Linked DNA regions of Rattus norvegicus: region 1 is linked to region 2. The links are chromatin contacts, called in public Hi-C maps. All regions are on one chromosome and are shown on one strand. Each heading gives the region's core, a stretch centred on a gene start, on an enhancer-like site or on the middle of the called end of the contact. The rest is flanking DNA. Distances are from core to core; before and after follow the strand shown.

Region 1 (6,368 bases), core at 591-3,090, 43 kb after region 2:
AGAAATGGATTAGTGACCTCCTCAATCCCCCCCCCCCCCCTTTAAATCAGTAGTCAGTAGGCCTTAGGTATGGAGTCTCCTGGAGGTCTGGCCAACTGGCCTGGGATAGGTCCAGTAAGTCCTCAGAGTCATGGAGGGGGCTCTTATCAATGGCACAGGGTTGAGACTCTGTACAGCAACAAAATGAGATAGGGCCAATCAAGCAACTGATATTGAGTGATGTGAGCATTTGACATCTACCAGCTGTGGTGGTTTGATTGAGAATATATGACCCCCAAAGGCTCATACATTTGAATGCTTAGTCATTTGCTAGACTATTTGAGCAAGATTAGGAGGTGCAGCCTTGTTGGAGGAGGTGTGGCCTTGTTGGAGGAGGTGTGGCCTTGTTGGAGGAGGTGTGGCCTTGTTGGAGGAGGTGTGGTCTTGTTAGAGGAGGTGTGGCCTTGTTGGAGGAGGTGTGGCCTTGGAGGAGGTGTGGTCTTGTTGGAGGAGGTGTGGCCTTGTTGGAGAAGGTGGGGCCTTTGAGGTTTTAAAAGTCCACATTAGGGCCAGTGTCTCTTTCTCTCTCTGCCTGCCTGCCTGCCTGCCTGCCTGTCTGTGTTTTTAGGAGCCTGCCTTTGTCACCATGCTCCTCCCATGATGACAACAGACTAACCCTTCTTTCCATAAGCAAGGCCAGTTAAGTGCTCCCTTTAATAAGAGTTGCTATGGTCATGGTGTCTCTTCGTAGCAATAGAATGGTGACTAGAACACTGGCCATCTGTCACTCTTAGGAGGGTTTCCGCAGTCAGGTTCTGGCCAGGGTGAGCTCATCAGCTTCCCTTACTTGTGTAGTAAGGTTGTGGCTATGCCACACAAACAGGATGATTACCTGGCAGCCGCTGTGCCCAGATATATTACAGTCCTTGCTAGGTCTGAGATAAAATACCTTTCGCAATGCTCGGAGTCTCATGGGTGGAATGGTTTAGGGACATCCGGTAACTAAAGCTGGGGCTTGTGTTAGCTCTCAGAAAGCTTGTTTCTTTGTTTCAAAGGCTGATCTCTCCAGAGTGATAGAATACAGGGCTTGGGCTTTTCCAGCAAACCCAGGAATTCAGAACCTGTGATAGCCCCACAGCCCCTGGAGTCTTGTACCTGCTTCTTGGTTTGGAGGCCAAGAAGGTGGAGGTTGGCTTCCATGCTGGCAGCACGGAGAGTTCTGCTACCTTGAGTGACTTTGTATCCAGATAGGAGACTTCAGCTCAGCACGGAGAGTGCTGCTACCTTGAGTGACTTTGTATCCAGAAGGAGACTTCGGCAGAGCTGAGTCTTTCCTCGGAGATGAAGCGTCTAGAGCAGCTGGAACGAGTCCTTTGTGAGTTTCACACAGGCAGCAGTGTTGGCTGCCACAGAATTTCATCTACATACTGGAGCACAGTTGAACTGGGGTGGAACACCCGGAATCTGGTCACGTCTTTTTTGTGAAGCCTCCCCAAAGAGTGTAGGGGGATTTTGAATCCTTGGGGTAGTCGTGTCCAGGTTAGCTGGCTCATCTCCTTCTTGGACATCGGAGAAGTCCATTCAAAGATAAATGTGGGCTGTCTAACCCGCACCAGGGGAATGGACAAGCAGCCATTCTTAAGGTTCAGGACTGTATAGAGCCGGTGGTCTGATGGGAGGACATTCGTGACAGTTGGGGACACTGGCTCTCTCCATCAGAGGCATTGTGGTAGCCACAGAGGAAGAAACAAGGGGTAGAAAGCCAGGAGGAAGTGGGGGAAGCAGGGACAAGGGTAGGGTGAGGAGGTGGATAGGATGGGGTTGGGCCGAATGGATGGGCCTGAGGTTACAGGGGAGGGGATGAATCTGGGCGAGGTAGAAGAGGCAGGGATGGGTAAGATGGATTGCAGACAGGGGAGAGGGAGCCCAGTAGAGGGCTCTGAACTCTGACCGCAGGAGGACTGGTAGCAGGAGGCCTGTGACAGGGAGCCAGGAGCACTGGACTCCCTGTTAGTGAAGCAGCCTCTGCCTGCTTCTACCTCCCAGTATCCAGCGGTGCTACTGCCGCCAGGCCCTATGCAGAGCTGAAAGTACCGTCCCCCTCCTCCGCCCGCTTCCAGGCTCCCTAGCTTTGGCAGGTCCTTTTCCTGCCGGGAAGGAGCAGGGGCTGTTGCACCCAGGATGGGGTTGGGCCAGTCATTGCTAGGTGAAGCAGGCCCAGACTGGCGTTCACCCAAGGACCCCTTTACTGTGGAGCCCTGGGCTAGAGGTGTGTAGCTCCAGGACCTGATGGGTTTGTCTGGAGATTTCTTATCCTGGAGAGGAAAGCAGTCTTTGCAAACAAAACGAATAGCTAAAAACAGCAGAGGTTGCCACCTATTGTCAGAATCTAGAAAAATCAAGCAGACCTTCACTCAGAGTCAGCTCCCTTTTTGGGGATGGTGAGGGATGGCGAAGGTGAGACAACTCCCTTCTGGGGACTGGGAGGAGGGGGGGTGGGCAGACGTGTGGGAGGGTTGGGGGGGGGAGATGAGACAAAACAGAAACACTAGCGGCAAAATCAAGAAATCAATTAAACAACTCCATGAGTCAAACTTGCCTGACACACATTCAATCACTCACACATGGATAAATGGCTGGTTATTTATTCAGGCAAAACAGAATCTCTTATGAGGGACAAAAGCAGGATAAAAAAAGAATTCCCCACTACTGGCACCCCAGTTAGTGTGGAGGGCTGGAAAGAAGTTCTCATCAGAATTTTCCTTCCTAAACCAGGAAAAGAGCCTTGACTTTCTATCCCTCTTATCCAGAAGAAGGAGAAGGGTGAGAAGAAGAAAGAGAAGGAGAAAGAGAAAGAGGACAAAGAGAAGAAGATGACTCGACTCTCCTTTAGGCCGTACCTCATTTATCCAGAAAGTTCCCATGAGGCTTATCCTCTTCAACCAGAACCAGAACTGAATTCAGTACGTAGACCTCATCCTAAGAGCATGAGCAGGATTCTGTTTTGGTGCTGGGAGCCTGGTCACTCTAGTCCTTTCAGGACTCAGTGAGAAGAGTTGGGCCCTGGAACAATTTGTTGGGGTATCTCCCTTAAAACATCTTCCTGGCAGGGCAGGAATGAGGCTGAGTCCCACAGAACATGGGGGAATCTCGCTGTGGCCTCCAATGTCATGATCCACATAAGACAGTTACTGTCAACCATGATGATTAAACCAATTAAAGAAGTTTCAAGTCCTTCTTATGGATGGCCAGACCAAGAGGGGGCTTGAGCTTTCAAAAAGTCATCTTGGTGCCTAAGCTCAGGGATACAGAGTTTCAAAGGCAAAACAAGATACTTCAGTTAGGTGAGGATCAAAGTAACTCTCTGAACGGTTGTTCATTTCTGGCAGAGAATAACAGTTACTTTAGACAGGACTTGCCAATTACTGATTAACAATATAGTTAAGGCCATGAGAATCTCCAATGTTTTACCAAGGCAGATGTCAGTGTTGTGGGGAGTCTGATAGAGGGGCTGAGAACTGCCCAAGCAAAGCTGTGCCAGAACAGGAGGGCATTGCCTTAGCCATTTCAAAGCCACCTTACTCTTTCCTATATAGGCAGGCACCTCCTTCACTAGCAGTGAGAAGAACTAAGGTCCTGAGAGCCCAGAGAATCACTCTAGTAGGAACCATGTTGTTCTGTCAAAAGCATCGTTCCTAGAAAAGTGTTGAGACATATGGAAAGGTACCACCAAGAGAAGACATATGAGGTACAGCATCAGGTCTCAGAGCAATAAAGCGAGGGGTTAGAGGAAATCTCGGAGATGGTTAGAGGAAAGAGAGTGAGCTGTCTGTCACACCATGGGAGCATGGCGGTTTCAGCCAGAGTAGACGCTAGAACTTCTTGTCCAGGAAGAGAATGGACGTTGAAGGAAAGCAATGCCTAACAGTTGGACATACCCTGTGTCCTGCCCATATCTCTCTTATCTCTCATTCTTCTTTCTCTCTTGCTTTTTATCACCCTATGGGGGAATCTGAGGGCCTATAGCCATTGTTTGATGGCTTTCTTTGAATGTCAGGGGCTGGCTGAGCATGAGTTGAGAGGTGGGAACAATCCCCCTCAGGCATTCCAAGCCTGTAGTCATAGATTTCAGGAAAACCTTACTTAGCTGCTCACTGAGAAACACAGGGTTTTCTCCACCTCCCTGGGTCACTGTCAGCCTTTGCAAAATATACTGCTTTGGTAATATATTGTTTCATTCTGTTCTGCAAACACTGAGTCATAATTGGTACCTGTTCCCAGTGCTTGTTAGAGACTGACCTGAGAGTTGCAGTTGGGGATTAACCTCAGGAAATGCTATTGCCTCATCAGAAAATTGGGTTAATGGCTTTTTGTTGATCTGCCTACCCATGTACAGCACCCCAGATATAGGGTTTCTTCATCTGTATTGCAGCAATGTGGAAAGGGGGGCTGAGAAGTCCTTTGTGGACACTCTCAGAACCGTGTAGAAAAATCCCTTTAAGATTTTTGTAGACCAATATTTCTGTAACCTATCTCAAGTTGTAACTACAGCCCTTAAGAGTCTGAGGCAGGGGGACTGGGATGAGATTGTGGCCGGAGTGTGGGCTACATAGCAAGAAACTGTTTCAGAAAATAAACAATGGAAAGAGAGAGAGAGAGAGAGAGAGAGAGAGAGAGAGAGGGAGGGAGGGAGGGAGGGAGGGAGGGAGAGAGAGAGAGAGAGAGAGAGAATATGAATTCATATGATTTTTTGTCCTATGAAGGGGGTGACCCCTCTTTCCAGGGAGCATTAGTTAGAAAAAGCCGTACGGAGCTGGGGATTGTGGAGAAGAGAGATTGTTGGTAGAAGATTTCTTGGTGTCTCTTAGTTAGGATGTCCATGGCAGTGATACAACACCATGACCAAAATTAGCTTAGACCAAAAATAGCACCTTACACCTTATAGTCTATCGTGCAGGGATGTCAGGCAAGGATGTGGAGGAAGGAACTGAAGCAGAGACCATGGAGACACACTGCTTACTGGCTTGCTCTACATGGCTTGCTCTTAGCACTTAGTACCACCAGCCCATGGGTAGCACTGCCCACAGTGAGCAGTGCCCTCCCACATTGATGTGCCCACAGGTCGGTCTTGTGGGGGATTCTTTTTCCCATGAAGTTCCCTTGCCTAAAAGAACTCTATCTTGTGACAAATTGACATAAACCTTGTCAGGGAGTGGTGTTTAGGACACAGGAAGGGGTGAGAGTGTCACCAGGATGAAGTCGTCTTTCCCTTTTTGCAGAACTCACAAGCATTTTCCTATTGCCTGGGCCTTAGAAGTCTCTGGTCTATCCTTTAGCCTATGAAGATTTGAGCGTATGGGATCTGGGTTGCTTTCCATTTTCTAACTGTAAATATTATTACAGTTTATGCATCCCTGCTTTGGTTAAGTTTCCATATTCCAGTTTGTACTTGGGCCATGTTTCTGCACAAAAGAGGACCAGGAGCCAGACAGTGGTGGCACACACCTTTCGTCCCAGCACTTGGGAGGCAGATGCAGACAAATCTCTATGAGTTCAATGCCAGCCTGGTCTACAGAGTGGGTTCTAGGACAGTCCCATTTACATAGAAAAAACAAAACAAAAAGCAAAACAGACTGGGGACCTTTTTTGAAATGAGTCTGCAGAAAGTTTCATTCCAGTGCTTGAGTATATATATTTCAAAAGGGTGGGAAAGACAGCAGTTCCCAGGGTCTGGGGTGGAGAGAGGGAACAGCATTGTCTAACCACACAGGTCTGGAGAGGCGTGTTGTTGAATTTTCTCTGAGGGAAGCTGGAAGTCGAGTCCCAGCGTGAGTCTTCACCCGCGTCCAGATCCTGGATCAGGCTTCCTGTCTCACTTCTGACAGAGGTTATTCCAAGGCCAGAGTATGTAAACCTGTGCAGAACAGCTCTGTATCCCTGAGCACTCCCAACATGGACTGTAGAGAACATGACCCCTGCGTCTTTTCAAAACTGTTAATCATTGAATACAATTGATTCCTTCTCACCAACTTTTACCTTCTAAAGATTGGCTGTCAAGCCTTAGGCCACCTGACTTCTTTCTCTTATGACATACAGAGGTATACACAACTACTCCATTATAGTTCTGAACACTTGGAGGACCGAGGGCCTTTTGTTTTTGAGACACGATCTCACTATATAGCTCTGGGAAACTTGTTATGCAGGCCAGGCCGGCCTTGGTTTCCCAGTGATCTGCTTGTCTCTGCCCCCTCAGTGCTGGAGTTAAAGGTGTACACTGTCATGTATATACTTTAAAAAAGTCAACAGAATAAAAAAGTTACCTAAAATGCTTGGTATTTCAATGAAAACGTTAAAGTCTAGAAAATCTATTGATATTTTCAAAACATCCA
Region 2 (5,582 bases), core at 505-3,004:
ATCTGAATAATATACGATGTATAGAGGGCCTAACGATCAGGAAAGACATTTGAGTTAGGGCACTGAAGCGCATACAGTTAATACTGTATGGTACAACTTATTGATGGCCAATAGACTGTTACTACTATATGTCACATACATTAACATATGCTGCATGCCACACCGGATTATTTATGTATTACCTTTCTCCTTATTCTGATTTTAAACCTACCCATGTTGCCTAAAGCATCCTTTAAACCTTTAAGAGAGACCCATTTAACAGATGAGAAAACCGAGGTCGTGCAATTTTTCTAGGTTAAGAAGCAAAAGTAAAAATATGTAAGTAAACAGGACCCAAGGGATACACGAGCATTCCACACAGAGGGCACGGACCCATTTCCCAGAGCCATTTCCTGCAGTTCTTTCTTCTGCCCAACACATCCAGTGGGAATAACACACTGTAGCTCTCCTTTTCCGCCAGGGCTTTTCTCTTCCTGGGTCTTAAGTGAACTGTTGAGTCTCATGAAGACGCTCTCAAGCATTTCCACTCACTCCAGGACATGTTATTTAAATCACGGGAGCTTCAGGAGACGTGAGACCGGATCAGATATCCAGGTGGACAAAGCCCCTGGTAGGGTCAAGAAACTAAAGCTACCAGATTGGGGATCGGTTCCTGGATACCCTCCAGGGGATGGCAGCAGTACTCTACTCACCCAGGAGGCGCAATCCCCGGCGGAATCCTCCCCTCCTGACCCCGCTAGCAGCTTGGGAGCTGCCATCTGCTCTTTTACCCTTCACCTGCCATGGCACCCCGCACAACCTGCATCCTAACCCGAGGCATCCGAGCATCGCGGGGCAACCGAGCCCCAAACCCGGTCCAACGCGCGCCGAGCCCGGCCCGCCCCTGGCCAGACACTTACGGTTCCAGTATACCGGGTAGCACTCTCCTTGAGTGACATCCACCTCGTAGAGGCCGCCGCGCACGCACACGGGCTCGATGGTCACCAGCTCCTCCATCTCCGGCTCAGGCCCCACCGCGCGCGGGCAGAAGCCGCAGGCGCGGTCCTCGTCGTCCTCCCTGAAGCTAGAGGTTGGGCCGCACACCCGGTCTCCATCGCGGTCCGCCGACCGGGCACGAGAGCCCGTCGTCTGCAGGAGGCTCCGGAAGGCGAGCTCAATGCGCAGAGAGTCGTAGCCGATGAAGGGCTTCCAGGTCTTCTTGTCTTCCTTGTAGAACCAGCGCACCTCCTCGGGGCCCAGCTCCGTCACTACCTCGTAGCGGTGCCGAGCGGCGCAGCCGCCCGGCCGGGAGCGCTTCCTGTCACCGGGTCCCCCTCCCGCTGCCCCGCCGCCCCCCGAGTTCGGAGCGACCAGCGGCGGCGGAGGCGAAGAAGAGCTACCGCCGCCCGCGCTCTCGCCCTCGCTGTAGTAGCGCAGCGACGAACCCGACTCGGCCGAGCTGAAGTCGTAGTTCTCGTCGCTGAGGCACGGGTCCAGAGCCAGGTGGCTCAAGTCGTCCGCGCCCGGTGCCAGGTGCAGCGGCTCCGCGCGCAGCAGTGACAGCGGCACGCCGTCACCCGGCTGGTGCTCGAAGCAGCAGCCGCCGCCACCGAACACGCCCGCCGCGTCCGAGCCTAGCTCCCAGGCACCGCCGCCGCGGCCGTTACGCTCGGGGCTCCGTGGGGCGCCGCGGCCGGGGTAGTTCATGCCGCCGGCGCTTCCGCCACACGCGCATCCGATGCCGCCGCCCTCTGGGCCCGGACTTTATAATCTTTCAAATCCCCAGCAGGGCAGCAGCTGCGGCCGAGGCGACTCCGCCTCCCCGCCGGCCCCCGGCCGCCGCAGCGCGGTTCCGGGGCCCGCCCCATTGTTACGCAGACCCCCCCGCGTGGGCGGGGCCCGAAAGAGGCCCCGCCCCCAGACCGCGCGCGCCTCCCCGGAAGGCCCGAAGCCACTAGTGTTGCTCCTGCTGGCGCTCGGCGGAGTCTAATGGTTCGCGCCTGGAAGAGGGGGTCAGACGAGGTCGCGGCAGTCTCGGCAACGGTGGAGCCCCTGCCTCAGCTCGCACTGGCTCCGCCCCCTCGCTTCCACGCCCCTGAATGCCAGCCGGAATGAGGTTTTCGCCCACTCATCTTTACACTTTGGGGTCATGAGCCCCAGCTCTATGCCCAGAGGGGCCCTGGAAATTGCTAGCTCACGTCCCTGGCTTTAGGCCTGCCTGAAGCATCCGAAAGACCTGCTTGGTCACCTGGTCTGGCCCTTTCCCAACCTTCAGCCCATTCATAAAGAAGGCACTCCGCCTCTGCGGCTCACCTGGCAATACTACTCCCACTTAGAAAACAGGAGTCCTAGCGTCACTGTGCCAGCTCTTAGGGTTGCTTACTCTCATGTACTTATGCTTCCGGTTCTTTCCGTATTACAGTAAGGCCTTGGATGGAAACCAAGTACCTATGTCTCAGTCTTTCCCCACAGTCTCTGCACATTCGATGTGCCTTGGTTATAAACTAACTGGCCTTGCCAGCCTGGTGTGATAGATTATTAGACTGAAAGAAAAACAAGGTTCTAGACTCAACTTTGCCACCCCCAGGCAAGTCATTTAATCTCCTTCATTTGTTTGTCTTATTCCTTGTGCATAATTAGGAGATCATTGTACCGGGTGATCTCTAGCGATGCCTAGAAGTGATTCTATGGCCTTTAAGCCTTCCCGAGTTTGGCTCGGTTTTTGTTTTTAATGTACCTCCGATTCTGTAACTCACTTCCTGGTTTCAGGGAAACATCGGGGCTTCTTTTTGTTAGATTTTCAAGACAGCGCAAAGAGACAGAAGACAGAGACCAGAGTCTGACATCAACAGAAGTTTATTTCAAACAGAAAGACTCTCCTGAGGGAAATGGGTGTCTTGGAAGGGAGTAAGCTAGCTGGGGTCCTTTATAAAGGCCAGTGGGAGACTTGGAAATGAAATTCTTGCAGCCACAGGGCTATGTGTTGGTCTGTGATGTGTCTTACCTGGATTTGTTTGATTTACAAAAGACCGTTCGACTTGGGTGGCAGGCTCCTCCAGCAGAGATTATCTGGATTGTGGCTGACTGAAGAATTTGGTCAAGGTCAGCTCTATTCCCACAGAAATCCTGTTTTATAGCTGAGGCACTTTGTCACCTCAGACAATTTCTTTTAATTGAAAAGTTTTTATTTTATAGACCCACCCTATCTTGAGAATTGCCGGAAGACAATCTCCAACCTTGCTCTTAGACCAAGAGTAGACAGTCTTCACTGTTAATGTTTTTACTCTTTGTGGAATCAGGTCAGTAGGGCAAGTTGTCTTGCTCTGAGGATGTAACCTGTCAGAGATCCTTCAGAGTCCTTATTTAGATCCGGATCACCTCAGCTGTACACCCGTGCTTTTGTAGGGATGTGGTTAAAAGGCCCTGCTTCCTATGGGCGGATGCGAAGTGATACTGTTGCAATTCCTGCTAAGTAGAGGAGTACAAAGTAGACTTTCTACCAGCAAGGCTCGATTGGCTGGATATCTTGGCCGTGAGCAATCCGCCCGCTTGTACATTATTGCTTCAATGACAAAGCGTCATCCATACTGCCATCTTGAGTTGCTGCATCCCTAATTCTTTCCCAATGTTTCTATTAATAATAATGCAGAGTAAGAAATTGGGTATGAACTGTTTTCTTTCCATGAAGGCATTACCGCACACTGTTCTGATAGGTATCCAGGCACAGACACTTCTGTATAGCTTCTGATGCCAAAGAGAACCAGGAACCTGTAGCTTAGGAGGGGATCTTGATAAGTAAACACCGAGGCTATATTAAAGTGTAATTAAAAGTAGTAGATATCAGTGTTAAGTCTCAAACCCTGGGACAAATGGCCGAGGTGTCTATTTAATATCAAAGCAGATCCGACCTCCAGGTTCTCCCAGCATCCCTCAGTCCCTACCTGTTACAGGATATGGCTGGCATACCCTGCCTTCTACCCCAGAACTCTCCAGCCCAGGGACCAGGCTGCCCTTCCCTAGGTGCCTCTTCCCTATATAATCCAGCCTTTTTGGTCACCTGCCCCTCTTGCACTTTTGACCTCTTGGCTACAGCACTGGGTTCTTCTCTCTCCCCTCTCCCCACACAGCCCAGCTCAGCCTGGTCACATGTACTCTGGACAGATGTCTCTGTCTCTGGCTAAGCTCTCCCACATATCTATAATAAACTTCCTCCTCTACCGTACTAAGAGTACCCACGTCCTTTCCTTTCCTCTTTCTTTAAAATGTCTTCCTGTTGGCAGGATATAGCCAGAGTATTTCCATGCTAATAATCAATTGTGGTTTTGCTTGTCATTTGTTTGTTTGCTTTGTTGTTTGTTTGTGTGGTTTTTTTTTTTTTAGCAGTTTTAACTCTTAGGGATGACATCATTTCTATCAAAGAACATCATTGTTCTTTGGAGTTGTCTGTCTTGTTTGTTTCTTGAGATGGGAGCTTCTCTGTGTAGCTCTGGCTGTCCGGGAACTCAACCTGTAGACCAGGCTGGCTTCAAACTCAGAGATCTGTCTGCCTCTGACTTCCAAATGCTGGGATTCAAGGCCATCACACCCCAGTTACTGTTTTACAAATGACCCTTTGCCTCCTACTGAATGAATGTTTTTTTTATCATTTGTGTGCTAATGCAGGTCACCCAGCTAGGTAGCCTAATTTTTCTTGAAATAGATGCTGGTTTCTCATGATCATCCAAGTGGCAAGAAAAAGGTGTTTGATGCTCTCTCCTGACCCCAGAGTGCAGAAGTGAGAGGAGATGTCACTGCATATTTGTGGGGATTGAGCCAGCTGCTTCCCCTTAGACCTAAGGCAGCCTGCACTGGGTAAGAGGCTGACGGTGAGCAGAAGACATTTGAAGATAGCCGTTTGCATGTCTGCATGCTTTTATTTCCTTTTTATCCCCTAGCTGCAGCGAGGCAAAGGTTTTGAAGCTGCTCTTCTCAACTCTCTTTTCTGCTTTAAAAGGCCGGTTCGTCATCTGAGGCTTCCTGCTGGAATCTTCTTGCTTTCTATTAAATCTATTTCTGATAGATTCCTCTCAGGTGGATAATGGGTCTGCCAGGCCTTCCATTCCTCGCCAGCAAGAACAGGAGTCAAGTGGACCTTCAGTCCTGCACATCATTAATACGCTAATGGGTACGGCTCTTTCCGAACTGCCGTGGCATTACGCAACACATCCTATTGCGTTTTAGTAATTACCCAACCAGGCCTCGTGCACATAAGGAAATCAGGCATGATTGATTCAAACGTCTGGCATTTGTGAGCCGTAAGAGCCAGGTGGTTTCAAGCCCGAGGGAGCCTCAGTAGGGGAGAGAACAACTGGCCTTTTTCTACTGAGGAAAAACAGCCCAGTGCCGTCAGCTCATCCTGCCACCTCCCTTCCCATGATGCTCGTGGCTGGCGCTATCTGGCAAGAAAGACCCCCTTCCCTTTGCTGCCTCTCAGAAGTTGCATGTCTCTGTTTCTTGTCAATCTTCCTTACCCTTTTCAGTTAGCATGGGACGTGTGTGTAGAATGAAGCCTGCGCAAACTGCTGTATCTCTGCTTAATAAGCTGGATACATTTGAACTTCGCA

Evidence for each region. A called contact is a pair of places that touch in the nucleus more often than the background predicts.
Region 1: a contact with region 2 is called in a Hi-C map of the Rat2 cell line, with 2.5 times the contacts expected there. The contact joins the enhancer-like site here to the promoter of Ddhd1 in region 2. A contact is called at or near these places in 4 of 12 Hi-C or Micro-C datasets (the A7r5 cell line, the Rat2 cell line, kidney and 1 more).

The regions. Positions count from the first base shown.
Region 1 is chr15:21,411,826-21,418,193 of GRCr8, forward strand. The region is part of intron 2 of LOC102547310 (a long non-coding RNA gene); the gene reads right to left. Among named protein-coding and RNA genes, the nearest start is that of Ddhd1, 44 kb to the left of the region's middle. Within about 2 kb of position 1,841, at least 2 of the 93 cell types and tissues checked have an H3K27ac peak or open chromatin away from gene starts, as enhancers often do.
Region 2 is chr15:21,368,854-21,374,435 of GRCr8, forward strand. It overlaps Ddhd1 (DDHD domain containing 1), which reads right to left and starts at 1,755. Exons shown (of 12, transcript NM_001033066.2): 1 at 900-1,755. The coding sequence starts at 1,686. LOC108352895 (a long non-coding RNA gene) reads left to right here and starts at 1,966. Exons shown (of 2, transcript XR_001841294.3): 1 at 1,966-2,095; 2 at 2,776-5,582.